Linked DNA regions of Arachis hypogaea: region 2 is linked to region 1. Evidence: chromatin contacts called from public Hi-C data. All regions are on one chromosome and are shown on one strand. The core of a region is the stretch at or near the end of the contact, and the rest is flanking DNA. Distances in the headings are between cores, read along the strand shown.

Evidence for each region. A called contact is a pair of places that touch in the nucleus more often than the background predicts.
Region 2: a Hi-C map of an unstated tissue shows a contact between it and region 1, with 8 times the contacts expected there. The contact joins the promoter of LOC112756011 here to the enhancer-like site in region 1. A contact is called at or near these places in 4 of 8 Hi-C or Micro-C datasets (leaf and an unstated tissue).

What each region holds. Positions count from the first base shown.
Region 1 is chr6:115,325,282-115,332,503 of arahy.Tifrunner.gnm2.J5K5, reverse strand. No RefSeq gene overlaps it. Among protein-coding and RNA genes, the nearest start is that of LOC112756009, 7.8 kb to the right of the region's middle. Within about 2 kb of position 4,328, at least 2 of the 3 cell types and tissues checked have open chromatin away from gene starts, as enhancers often do.
Region 2 is chr6:115,365,633-115,372,854 of arahy.Tifrunner.gnm2.J5K5, reverse strand. LOC112756011 reads left to right here and starts at 3,092. Exons shown (of 5, transcript XM_025804399.3): 1 at 3,092-3,555; 2 at 3,914-4,041; 3 at 4,105-4,217; 4 at 4,531-4,722; 5 at 5,027-5,319. The coding sequence starts at 3,287. The coding sequence ends at 5,056.

The DNA of each region.
Region 1 (7,222 bases), core at 3,079-5,578:
ACAAGTATATATCTAGTTCAACATAAAACACACAATCACACAATCAAAGCTTCATAAGACACAACCAAAACACAAAAGAAAACAACAAAGCAATAATTAAATGTTCTAATAAAGTCTAAAACTCAAATCCTCCAATATCGTCATCTTCCATGGCATCAACATCATCATCTTCACCATCTTCATCAGAAACATTATTTCTTTCAAACATTTTGTATTTTTATCCCTACAAATCAACAACCCAGATAACAAATTCAGATTCAGATTATCCACTAACTAAATTCATAACTAACATAGTAACACTAACATTTCAGACTTCAGAGTTTCAGTCAGATATTCAGAAACACTAACAAAAAAAACCACAAAGTATTAAGTAACAGTTTAAAGTTTAAACCAGACAAGAGACAACCAGTAAACCACAGTACCACACATTTTAACCATGAAGCATGAAGCATGAAGCAGCATCAGTTTAATTTTTTTTTTCAACATATCAAATCTCATTAACCAATTCTGTGTATGATTTAAACTAAACTAAAAAAAAATTAACCATGTTAACATCAGAAGTTCAGAACCAAAATTGCAGAATTGCTAGCAAGATTGTTAATATTTGAATTTGTTTAAAAAAATTACCTTGGAGAACAGGGCAGAATTGAAGCAGATCGGCAGTGAAGAACAATGGCGACGAACAGGGGAAGGGAGGCAAACGCAGTGAAGCAGAACAGGGAGGAGTGCGACGGCCGACGAACGCAGAACAGGAGCGATGAACCTTCACTGCGTGGTGGTGGGCTCTGCGACTCTGTGTGACCTCTGCGTGGTGGTGGGCTGGTGTCGACGAGTGAAGGTTGGGCTCTGCGACTTTGCGTGGTGGTGGGCTAGTGTCGACGACGAACCTTCACTGCATGGTGGTGGGATCTGCGACTCTGCGTGGCCTCTGCGTTCGATGAGGGATGAGGGATGAGGCGAGGCGACAAGCGAGGGATGAGGGATCCGTTCGGCGTCTGGCCTCTGCGTGGCGGCGCAAACAACGGTGCTGGTAGATGGTGGCGATTCAGCGACGTTGGAGAAGAAGAGAGTGAGTAGTGAGGGCTTGGTGCTGGTGGAGTGTGAGCCTGTGAGGGTTTCGAATTAGGGTTACACTCTTACCGGGTCCCTTACAGGGTCTGGGTTAGTTAGTGGTTAGCTGTAGTTTTTTTTTTGGCTCAAAACGACACCGTTTTGGCGAAAATGGGTATCGAATTCAAAATCGCTGACTCGCTAGCAAACTCGCGAGTTTGAGCGATTCTGTCTGAGTCTAGCCGAGTCTACCCAGAAACGAGTTTGTGTCCGAATCAATTCGATTCCACTACCTAAACTCGTAAACTCGTACGAGTTTACGAGTTAACTCGCGAGTTTAACAACCATTGTATAAATAACATTTCTCTTTTCGATAATATAATAATTGTCTTATCTCATTATTAAAGTTTAAATTAAACTTTGAATCTATTTAAGGATTTAATATTGTAGAGAATGTACATGGTAGCTAGGTGATATATATATAAAATTCAAATGGAAAATAGTGCTCCATGAATTCATTCATGTACACATGTTCATAATTTTATATAAGTCAAGGTGAGAGGGTGACATTATTGTCAGAATCACTGATTAATAATTGCATAATTCATACCAATAATTTATAGTTGGTGTATCTTTTTTATATCGATTTAAATTATTTTAAAAAATAATTTCATGACGTCTACATTCATATTTATTCTTCAATTATTTCACTCAAAACTGTAATAATTTTTATTGCATATGATGATGATCCATATTATTTATTTTTAAAGTCAAATACTTTCTATTAATAACATCACAAATAAAAATAACATCAACACATTATTTAATCTATAATACTTTTATATGAAGGTTTTGTACGTGGGAAGGTCCCCACAAAAAACATGCAGCATGAATTGTATCAGAAATGGTCCCAAAAATATGGTGTCACATTTTAATTTATATTTATCAAACATGGTTGATGTACACATGCATGCATATACACCAAATCCAGCAGTGTCATACTTTTCTTCAGTAATAATGTACATAGGACCATACATATAGGGGACCTAGTAAAACATTTTGAATGTCTTGTTATGTGTCAATAATAAGAAGGATAGAGAATAAAATGGGGGTGTCTCCTATGGATGAGCCATGTTTCATTCAAGGAAGCCTATATAAAAAAAATAATGATACAAAAAAAAAAAAAAATTAATAAATTAATAAATAATAAATTTTCTTTAATATTGACTTTTTAAAAAATAATATCACAAAAATTATACTTTTCATTCCTTGACAATTTTCTTTAAGGCATATTAATTAGTAAAACCCATTAAACGAATAAGAAAATGTTATTTACAGTTAAAATCTGTGATTATATACTCAATTTGGAGTACATATCTCTACATTTATTTTGGGTTCATATATAACTTTATTAAATCATTTTCAATTTTTGGTCCCATCATTTCTCATTTGTCATCAGGTGGTGATGGATATCTGGAAAAAAATGACTTCACAATGAAAAATGAAATCCAACTTCTCTATGAAATTTGAACTACTACTATATACTCTTGCCTCCTTTTAGGGTTCAATTTTGTTTTTTTTGTTTCCATGTTATCTATATTCAATTAAATTTGTGCTATGTGTTCAGAATTGGCAGAGAAGATATGTATCTATTTTTATCTTTTCCAACGTTTGCAGGGCTCATTTGTTCTATTTGATAATTTCTACTGAATATATATGCATGGCTCCAAAAACTACATGTTTTTCTAAACGGATATATTCTTGGTAAAAACTTTTTTTTTTATGGGGTTGGTGAAAAGTGAAAACATAAGAATTTACAGAAAAGTCAGACATCCTAGCTAGTGGTTTAATTTGATCTATATACAATTAATATTAATATATTGCCCATAAGATAATATTTTTGTATAGTCCTCTAATTCTATTTTTTACCCATTTGATATACAATTAATATCTAGACTATTTGCCTAGCTAGAGTTTGATTAGAAAGTCAACTTTTTATGGTTAATATTAATTAATTTTTTTTAATTTTGAATTTTAAATTTTAAATCTTAAATTTTAATTATAAATTCTAAATTGTCTAACTAATAAAATTAAAAGATAATTTTATAATAAAATATTATTTAATATTCCATATCATTGAAGCTAAGATATTTTGATTAAATATGCTGAGATAGTAATAAAGATATAAACAGCCAAAAAAAACCTGTAAACACAAGGACATGGACACATGCCCCCTCTGATTCTGATCTAGACAGTGAATTGAAGAAACCTTATCCCCATTTAATTAAGTAATGAATTAATTAATCATTTAATTGAGAATTTTATTTTCCCTTCAATTGGCCAAACAATTGAATTTCCACAATGGATCAATAAATTACTATACCATCTTAAATTATTTGTGAAGTCAAGTTTGGGATAAACGGAGAAAAAAAAAACATTACTCCATTTTAAAGATCAAGTGTGATGAACTAATTCTAATATTAAGGTTTTTTTTTTTTTTAATTTACTCATACAAATGTCTAAAGTTATGAAGACGAGTTTTAGAAGGGTATAATTTGAGTATAAGCTACAGTAAGACAGTATATATAGAATGTAAATTTGGTAAGTGATGGAAAAATAATAATATAGAAGTAAAAATTGAAAAAAAATATTTTATCATAAGTAAAGTGTTTTAATTATCTTAGGCGTATCATATAAGAGAATAAAAAAATTAAAGAGGACGTAAAATATCGGATATAAGTTGGTTGGTTACAGTAGTGATTTGTATCTTATTTTATATGTGACAAAAAATTAACTCTAAAACTTAAAAGAAAATGTTATTGCACTGCCATTAGACCGGCTATGTTAAATGGAATAAAGTATTGTACGGCAAAAGAAGAGTATAAATATAAGCTAATTGTAGCAGAGACGAATATGTGAAGATAGATGAGTGGTTACATATATGGATAAAATAAGGAATGAAGATACAAGAGAAAAAGTTAGAGTAGCACTTATTGTAGAAAGATGGTAGAATCTCATCTCAAATGATTTAAACATGTGAAAAAAATATCAACAAAGTACTTAGTTAAAAATGTGGATAGGATGAAAAGTGGACACAAATGGCAGAGGAAGAACTAAAAAACTTTATGAGGTGGTCAAAAAAATTCTAAGTATTAGCAATTTCATTATAAATATGATAGAAGACAATGACATTGTTTGATCTATGTTGTCTACCCAAACCAATAGGGTAAGACTTTGCTGTTATTGTTACAAAAAAAAGATTGACCAAGATTTTATGTTTCATGCTATTAGCTTCAATTTTAAGGACATACTTTTGGACTGTGATAAAGGCCTGTTCATGAAAACTCATGGAATGCCAACAAATCAAGGAATTCAGTCTGACCCAAAATGGAACCGATGTGTGTAACAAAGCAATGGCCCGTGACAAAAAAAAAAAAAACACAAAAAAACAAAGGAATGGCCAACATTTGTACGGTTGTACCATAGAGATGAGGACTTTTTTTTTCAAATAAATAAATTAAATATTCTATTTACTTAAATACATAATTTGAGAATATAATAATTTATATTGTATTATTTATCCTATTTATACTGTAAATGAGACAATTATATAAGTATCTCTTTTATATTGTAAACGAAATATGTACAGACAAGATATATAAAAAATTTTAATCGACTATATTCCGTGTACAGATTCGAAATTTGACTGGACCAAATAGTAGATGGAACCCTTAAGTATTGTGTAAATGTGGTGTGGGTGAATTTGTAATGCCTAAGATTGGGAGCTGACAAACCATTTGAAAAAAAAAAATGATTATCAACAAGTATCTTTCAATTAAGGGTGTCAATTTTGATCTGCCCCAAGTGATTCTAAATGCTCCAACATTTCCAGGTACATCACTTAATTAATTAAGGGCCTAAAGTAAAAAGTTTATTAAACAACTTTTTCTTTCAAAAATTTCATATTAAAGTTATTTTAGATGTAACTCTTTAAATTTTGTTTTTAGATTTTTGTTTCTAGTATATATGATATAAAATTGTAACATCATCTAAATTTTTCCTCATACATTGTTGAACTTCAATGATAATTTACTCATTTCGAATTAGAAAAATTCACTATAATGAATCAAAACTTGGGGGCAAAAAACCATTATAAGCCAAGGGAAGTTGAGAATTACCTAAATAAGCCAAAGTGAAAATTGTTTCAGCAATGAGTCAAGACCTATCTTTATGTAATTCGAACCAGTATGGTTCGAACTCTATTCATGAGTAATTCGAACCAGGGTGGTTCGAATTACTAAGAGAGTAATTGGTTCAAGTAAATCGAACCAGGGTGGTTCGAATTACAGGGGAGGAAACTGCAGCACATAATTCGAACCAAGCTGGTTCGAATTATATGGGGAGACGCTGCATCAAGTAATTCGAACCAGGCTGGTTCGAATTACACAAACTGAATTCGAACCAGTCCGGTTCGATTTAGTGGTAGACAGTGCAGTATATATATGGTTCTAAACGTGAGTTGCTCTCATAGAGGGTGTAAGATGGCTAGTGAGGAGAGTTTTGTGGTTTTGGTTCACCACAGAGGATCCATTAAGAGGAAAACTCGCTCCGGTGTGAAGTTTACAGATAAGGATCCTCTCTGTATTGTCGTGAAACCAACGACGAGCTATGATGACCTTGTTAGATATGTGCTGATGAAACTTGGTCTGGAAGGTGCGAAGCGAGTGAAGAAGTTTTTCTATCGCATTCCAATCACTGTCTTGCAGGATACCGTGAAGTATGATTGCTTCACGATTGGTAGTGATGAGGACCTGCAAGTCATGTTTCTATGTCGGAGGCAGTTTTCCGAGGTGAGGACACCAGAGTTGTTGGCAAAGCTGGTTGATGTGGTATCCAGCTCAGGGGGTTCGAACCGGAATGCCACCACTGAAGCAGCGGCAGCCGGTTCCAGTTCTGCCGTTGCTTCTTCGTCCGTCCTGTGTACGAGCCAGCGGTTCAACCAGTCGCCTCCCCGTCTTTTGCTGTTGATCTCAATGATGGAGTAGGCGACGTGGTAGGATCAGTTGATATTCTGCCGAACGCTTTACAGGGAGTTCCACCGGTTGGCGTCGGAGACGGAGTGTTGGGTGATGTAGAGGAGGACGACGTCGAACCGGATATGATTGAGGATGACAGTGGCGACGAGGTTGGACCGACTGAGCCTGCATTGGCGGTCGGTGGTTCTAGTTCTGGCACACATCAGTATCCACCACATTTTTCCTCTTTGGACCTGGATGCCATGAGGCAAGAGGGTGTTTCAGGGCACTCTGTTGGATTCGGAGCTAGAGATGCTGAAGGGACTGCTGGTTTGACAGAGTTCCAGGTTGGTCACCAATTTCAGGATAAAGACGAGGCCCTGTTAAGTGTGAAGACTTACAGCATCCGGCGAGGTCTTTGTCAGAGAGAATCTGGATCGTTTTCTCTGAGATTTGGTGGGGTAGGGGAAGGTGAGAATGGTTCGAATGAGGCTGATTCGAACTCCTTATATACCCAATCACTAGTAATTCGAACCAGGGTGGTTCGATTACTAAGAACGCAGCTTAAGTGTAATTCGAACCAGGGTGGTTCGAATTACTTGAAGACACTAACTTACCTATAATTCGAACTAGGGTGGTTCGAATTACATGCATTGCTAGTTCGAACCAGCCTGGTTCGATTTACTAACAACTCTTTCTTCCTAATTCGAACTGGCCTGGTTCGATTTATTCCTAAATGCAGTTCGAACTAGCCTGGTTCGAATTACATTAAAATACCATTTGGCTTATTGCTGAATCGATTTTCCTTTTGGCTCATATAGGTAAATTTGAACTGATGTTAGCTTATTATAGTGTTTTGCCCAAAACTTGGTGATTCATTATATTATTATAAAAACAATAATAAGTTTAGTATGAGTCTCTTTGGTTGGGTTGTTCAACTTTGCTCCGGAGCAATAATACATTGCATGATCTGATTTAAACAACAATTGAAAGATTGATATCCTGAATTCCACAATTAATCAATAATCAAAAGCTCAAATAACATTGCTTAATTCTTTTATATATTACTACTACTAAATAATGAATTATGAAATTCTTTGTAGGTATAGAACAAATTGCAGGAGACATGTTTGTATGCCATATTATTGAAGGTTATA
Region 2 (7,222 bases), core at 1,843-4,342, 42 kb before region 1:
GTAAAATAATGTAAATTATTATATTTAATTAAAAAACTATTTAAATATGTTTTTATTTACAATTAAATCTACACTAGGTAAAATTTATGTTCTAACTATTAATGAAATAAGAATATATTATTATAGTGTCTTACAAATATGAATTACAAATTATTCTTTTTCCCTTAGCTTAGCTTCTTATATACATGTATTGAAGAGTAAAGTATCGTTTTTGTCCCTAACGTTTAAATCGTCCTATTTGTATTCCTAACGTTTGTAAAAGTGATTCAATGTTATCCTGCCATCAATTACACATCATGAGCGCTTTAGTTTGAGTTTTAAAAATCTCTTCTTGAAGTTATAATACAAATGTCTGAGATAAAATTGATGATTTATTCCGAAAAATAACTCATCAAAAGTTGAAAATAATTCCTACAACATTTATATAATTCACTTTTCTATAGACATAATTGAATCTAAACACAAATAGTGGGTATAATATTAAAATCGAACACATCTAAGTGAGATCTAATTGAGAATGAATACATCCAAGTGAGAATAATTGAAAAATATAATCTGATTTGTTAGTATAATTGATAATAAGATAATATTGAACCATTTTTATAAACGTTAGGAATATAAATATGACGATTTAAACGTTAGGGACACAAATAGAACTTACCCTAAACATCAGAACAAAAATAATATTTTACTCCGTATTGAATATTGATCACCATTTGATGTGTCTTTATCAAGAACAAGAAAGGAAGGTTCTAGTCTTTCTACTTCTAGTAGGCCTAATCTACAAAGATATTGTTTTGACTTTAGAGGGGTAAACGTACACATATCATATAGGTAATAGTAAATCAATCACCCAAGACCAAGATGATATATATGTTCATCATGTGACATGGATCTATCTTTTCATTCTTTTGTCTCTTCCTTTTATTATTTGGCTTGAATTATTTTGGACTGCAATAATTGCAATAATGTCTTAGCTTGAGGTTATCTCAAACAATATCTATATGATTATGTTAGGTTGGATGAGGATAAGATTAATTATTGAACAACTTTATTTATTAATTTAGATATGATGTTTGAAATTGAGCAACAAATCAAACCGTTGCTGAATTTCCAAAGACATGCACTAAACATGGATATGTAACATGCATGCATGTGCCTAGAAAATGCATAGACACATGTAACACATAATTTTGTTTTGTTTTATATATGTTGGGTGTTGTAACGCATGGAGTGGGGGGTCACATATGTCTAGGTTAGAGATAAATTAAATTATTGTGCAGAGCTATCTAGTAAGTCCATTTTCGCTCTTAAATAAAAAATTGAAGAAAAACATATATATATATATATATATATATATATATATATATATATATATATGTTTTGATGAGGTAATGATATATAGCGACTTATGTTTTATTTGCTCGAGATTCATTCACTTGTTTATTTTCTCATTATTATGAACTAAGAAGCAAGTATAGAAAGTGGGCAAACTATTCGATAGAGCTATCATAGAGTTCCATTAATAGAGTTGTCAATAATAATTTTAAAGTTGGCCAAACTCTCTTTTTTTTTTTTAAGTAATTATTTATTTTCGTTTTTGAATTTTTTAAAATCAGATACTTTCGTCTTCTAAATTTTAAAATATAAAAAAATAATTTTCAAAGTTTAATTATATTAATTAAATTAGTTTCTATTTAAATTATTTTGTTAATCACTAATAGAAAATACTAATATAGAACGTTAGCTTGCACACGTGCCGTTAAGTGTTTATACGTGCGAGCTGAAAGAATTAGTCTCTCGACCTTATAATTTTCCATCTTTTCAACACACTCTCATTCGCCACAACAAAAAGAATAGATTAAAATTAAGTACAAAGGAAATTATTCTACTTTTTATTCTATTTCTTAATGTAACATGAAGTGGACTCATTTAAACTTACTTGTCTATATTACCATAGTTTGGATAAACTGAAATTGAACGGAAGGAAATTACTCTACCTTTTATCCAATTTTTTGATACAATAAGAGAGGGACTCACTCAACCTCATTTGTCTATACCATAATTTTTTCACGAAACTCTCAAGTGATTTTTCATTCCTCTAATCTATGTTTGACACCTACAATAGTTTAAAAGGTATTTATATACCTCATACTAGGTTAAAGATAAAAAATCTTAAACCAAGTAACATAAAGTCCAATATGCTAACAAAATAAATAAAATAAAAATACATGAAATTAAACTTAACATTTTAATATTTAAAAAATTTAAGCTAATAACTACAAAATAATACTTGCACTCTTCATGATACACACGAACATTTAAAACACGTATCACGAGTGGAGGCGATATAAAAGAGGACAAAGTTAATGATGAAAAAGAGGAGAGGGGCAATGGAAGAGGAGTAGAGAAGGGAGATTGGAGATGATGAGAAGGAGGAGGAGACATGAACTGTTATAGTGGAGAAAAGTGTGTTGGAAAGGAAGAAGGTTGTGGAGTCGAGGGATTGATTCATCTATCTTACCACAGAGATTGATTCGTCCATCTCGCATATGTAAATATTTAATGGTCACGTATGTGACTTAATGTTCTATGTTAATATTTTTTGTGAATAACTAACGGAATAATTTATACGAGATTGACGAAATTAAACTTTAGAGATTATTTATAATTTTAATATTTAAAAGACTAAAATGTCAAATCTTAAAAACAATTCGGACTGATTTGAGTAATTATTTGTTTTCCAAGGTGCATTAGAGTTATAGCAAATTAGTAAGCCAATTTGTTATCCATAGAGTAAAGCTGTATTCAACTTAACAACATTTGTTAATATCCAAAAATAAAAATCACCTAACAATCTTGTCAAGCATTTTCATGTTTTTTCTGGGCTTGAATTACACTTTTTGGGCCTAAAAAATATGTCAAAGGGTCAGAGGTACAAAATATGATGGCCCAAGAAGTAAATATTCATACTGGGCTTCAATAAACGGATGGGTTAGGACGTTAGGTCATAGTTGATTACTAAAGCATAGCCATTTTGACAAAAGAATTTGGGCTTTTATTTTGCTTTCAACAATTACCAATTAGCTTTGTGGCTGAGGCTTGTCCCAATGGCAAATGTATTTGCTTCTTAAAGGTGCTACATGGGTTGGAATCTCTCTGATGAAAAAAAGAGTATCTAATGGGTGTGTGTCAGTAGAGTGAATGTGTGTGTATTTTTGCTTAATTGGTTATTTGTTTTTGTAGTGTGTGGATAATAAAATCGAAGTGAATCGTGGATCCATCCATGGCTGGAATTGCGTCCTTCTTGACCCCTTGTTCATCTCTAAACTTGAAACCCCTTCCATCCTCATTCCATCTTAATCCAACAACAAGAAGACCCTTTCATCATCTCACAATCACCAAGGCTCAAGGAGACAACAACAATTCCAATTCTTCAGCTACCTCCAATGACCAACCCCTTTTTGTCACTGCCCAGGATGTTCCATTGGAGGGTGTCATCCAGTTTGACAAGCCAACCTCCTCCTCTTCTTCTTCCCGTATTCAAAAATGGGGGTAATCTTGCCTTTTTCTTTAAATTTTTCCGAGTCAAAATGATAAAATTGTGAAAGAATAAGAAAAAGAAGAGAGAAAGAATATTATATTTTGTATTTTTTAATTGATTGAATTGAATTGTATTATGAAGATAAAATTAAATATATATATAGCATTGGCCTAAAAATAGATAAAAGCAAATAAAAATAAGATAATAATAATTAAACATAAAATAAAATAATAAAGATTAAAATTGTAATTGAATTTATGTATTCTGTTGAACTGAATTTGTGGCGAAACTTTTTTATTGTTGTTATGGATTAAGGTGAAAGAATAGTTTAATATTTTACAAGTTAGTGAAAACATGATTATTGTTCAGGCGTGTGGCTCTGCTAGCTGGTGTGGATGTATTGGCCTTACTTGTCTTTGCCACCATTGGAAGATACAGTCATGGATTATCTACCATGGACCTCCAAACCCTGCGAACCGCCGATCCTTTCATAGCCGGTACTTTGCTTCATTCTCATTAGATTGTATAAATAGCACTCTTGATTGGATAATGCTGCACAGGATGGTTCCTTGGTGCTTACTTTCTTGGAGGTTACAGCGAGGATGGCCGAGGGATGAAGGGTCTCCCCACTGCTCTCATTGCTACTGCTAAGTCCTGGGCACTTGGGATCCCTGTAAGTTGAATGCTTTCTTAATCAACTCATCAATGTCTTCACTAGTATAAGTAAGTTCGATTAGGAGCTACAAAGAGTAGACTGATTTTAATCCTTCTAGTTATTGATAGCTATGCTGGAGATGACTACAGTTTAATTTTCTGTTTTATTACCTAATAACTTTGTACTTTCTGGTTGCTTCACCTTGTTGTGTTGAGCTTTTTGTTTAAAAAAAAAAAAACCTAGTATAAGTAAGTTGTGAAGCAATCATTATCCATTCAGTTTGCTTTGGATTCATAAGCTTCTTATTTCATTGTTGTCATTTTGTTTACAGATAGGAATAGCAATAAGGACCGCAACGTCCGGTAATCTTCCAAACTATGGCTTCATATTTGTGAGTCTGGGAAGCACTGCTGTTTTGCTCATCACATTCAGAGCATTGCTCTATACTCTTCTTCCTCTCCCAAATAAAAGCAAGGCCGACGACGATGTCTATCGCCGTGGCAGTCCTTTCGAACTCTTTGAGGTATACAAAATCTTAAGATACTAAAATTCATAACTCTGCTACATAATAGTTGTGAATCGTTAGATGACTTAATATATTTGGCCAAACTGCTTAACATAACATGTATCCACATCTTAGTTATCATCAAGTTGTCTGTTTTAGAAACGATTACAAAAGATCATAAGCTATGTAATATGCTTATCTTTTTTTGAAGAAAAAAGAATTCATTTCATAGTAAATAACTTAAGGGATTGAATGGCCATATGTAAAAGCATTGAGATATTGAATCATCGTGGAAATGAAAACCTTTTGTTTTGTTTTGTAGCTGCTCACATCATTAGTACGGAGGTGGTAGCAATGCTTTACATCAGTTTCCTAAGCTATTCTTCCATTTTGTTATGGATTCCGGGATTCGCATGAAACAAGTAAGCTTACATGTTTATAGATGTGTACGAGTTTTCTATGTATCATATTATTATTTTACCTTTGATCATACATTGGTAACTATGATCTGCCAGTTTGTTGAGGATATCCTATTTTTTCAATTAGCTTCTATTTATATATAATATATCCTTAACAATGTAAATTTGTTTGAGTAAATGAGTTGATTTTAATGTACACCTAGTATGGTATGGTCAATAAAATTATTCTAGGTGTAGGTTCTGTAATTTGTAGCTATCTATTAGTCATCATTAGTATTTTTAATGATGGGAGATTACATCTAATGGTGTGGAATTATTCATCTTTTCTTTTGCTGATTAAGTATTGACCAGATTTTAACAACAGTGCCCTATACTTTTTCTTTTTGGATATTATTTGATTAGCACAAATGCTAAATTGTCTTTAACAAATACATTTTACTAATTCATATGTGTAGATTCTAAAAAATGTTAGCGCAAACGGTATTGATTTATGTATGCAAACTCTAATAAATATAAATATAAAATGTAAATTATATATTTTTTGTATAAAATTTTGATAAATATGAATACAAATTATTATTGATCAAAATGATAATATTTGTTAACTGTCTAGCATTGTTCTATTTATACATTTGGTTTATACGCGACATGTGTGAGTCCCACTTTTTTTTTTTTTTGGTATTAAAGATGGGGCTAAAGCCCTGTGTGAGTCCCACACTATTTCTTTAGAATTAGAAGAAGGCTTTCAGGCCCATTTAGGAAGTCTATTTAGAAGTAGGCTTTGAGCTTATTTGAAGCCCTTCCATTATTTGTTGGATCTTAAAACTATTTTTGTATAGGCCAAGTCCAAAAAGAAAAGAAAAGAAGACCATTAAAACTTGACGGATTCGAATGTGTTCCATTTAAAAAACAAAAAAAGGAAACTGCCATGTCTATTGTTTTGTTACATGATCAAACCCATTTTTAAGTGACAACACTATGTGAAAGGAAGTTTCATATGGCCAAATATATAAATGAACCAATTTGGATCTCACTTGTGTAACTATCAAAAATTTAAATTTTCTCGTGTATATATAATATTCTATTGGTTAGTGATAGATTTTTCAATCGAGTTTAAATTTATAGTGAATTTGTTCTTGATTTGTCATACTGGAAAATACGGTAAGAAATAAAAAAATAATTTAAATTAGTTTATTTGGTTTTTAATTTTTATTTTATAACATATAAAAGAAAATCTGTCAATTTGATTAACTAAGTAAATAATCATAGATTTAAGCAAAAGTAATAAATTAGATGAATATAAATTAAAATACTAGACATATAATTTTGTCGATAAATATAATTTTTTTTAATTCTAATAAACAACCTAATACAAATTGAATAAAAATTAATTATTTTATCATTTGAATTCAGTTGACCTACCTTTCAAATATAGAAATACGGTGCATGCAGGTGATGATGATAATGGTTATTAATTAATATTATATTATAATATGGATAAAAAATAAAGAATGTGGATGAGGATAATTGAGGAGATAGAGTGATAGGCATAGGCACAGAAAAGAACGTAGGAAAGAGGGATGAATATATGAATAGGGTTTACAGAGCTACATAGCCCATTATAGCTTTCACTTCTCTGTGTTTTACACGCTGCCGTTAATCTTGGGAATCAAATCAAATATATACGTAAAAACTTAAATACGCTTAATTTTATATAAAATTAATATAATAGTTCAAAATTATTAAATAATTTAATATGTATATATATTTTTATTATTATTAGGCAACGGTGCATGGCATGCAGCGTCATGTCACCCTTTCACTAGATACGCTGCCAACTTTTGTATAAATATTAAATAATGAATAATTGTTATTTGTAGATAAAAACCAAACATAGGAGTCGATACTTAAAAAGGAAAACTGAAGTATGAACTCTTTGCATAGAATAAATAAAAAAAATTGAAAATTAATTTTTATTTAGTAATTAGTTAATTAATAATTCTCTTTTTGCTTTAACATTATTATTCATACGGTTGAATTCAAAATTTGAAGTTTAAACTTCAAAATATGAATAATAATATCTAATAATAACCTTCTAT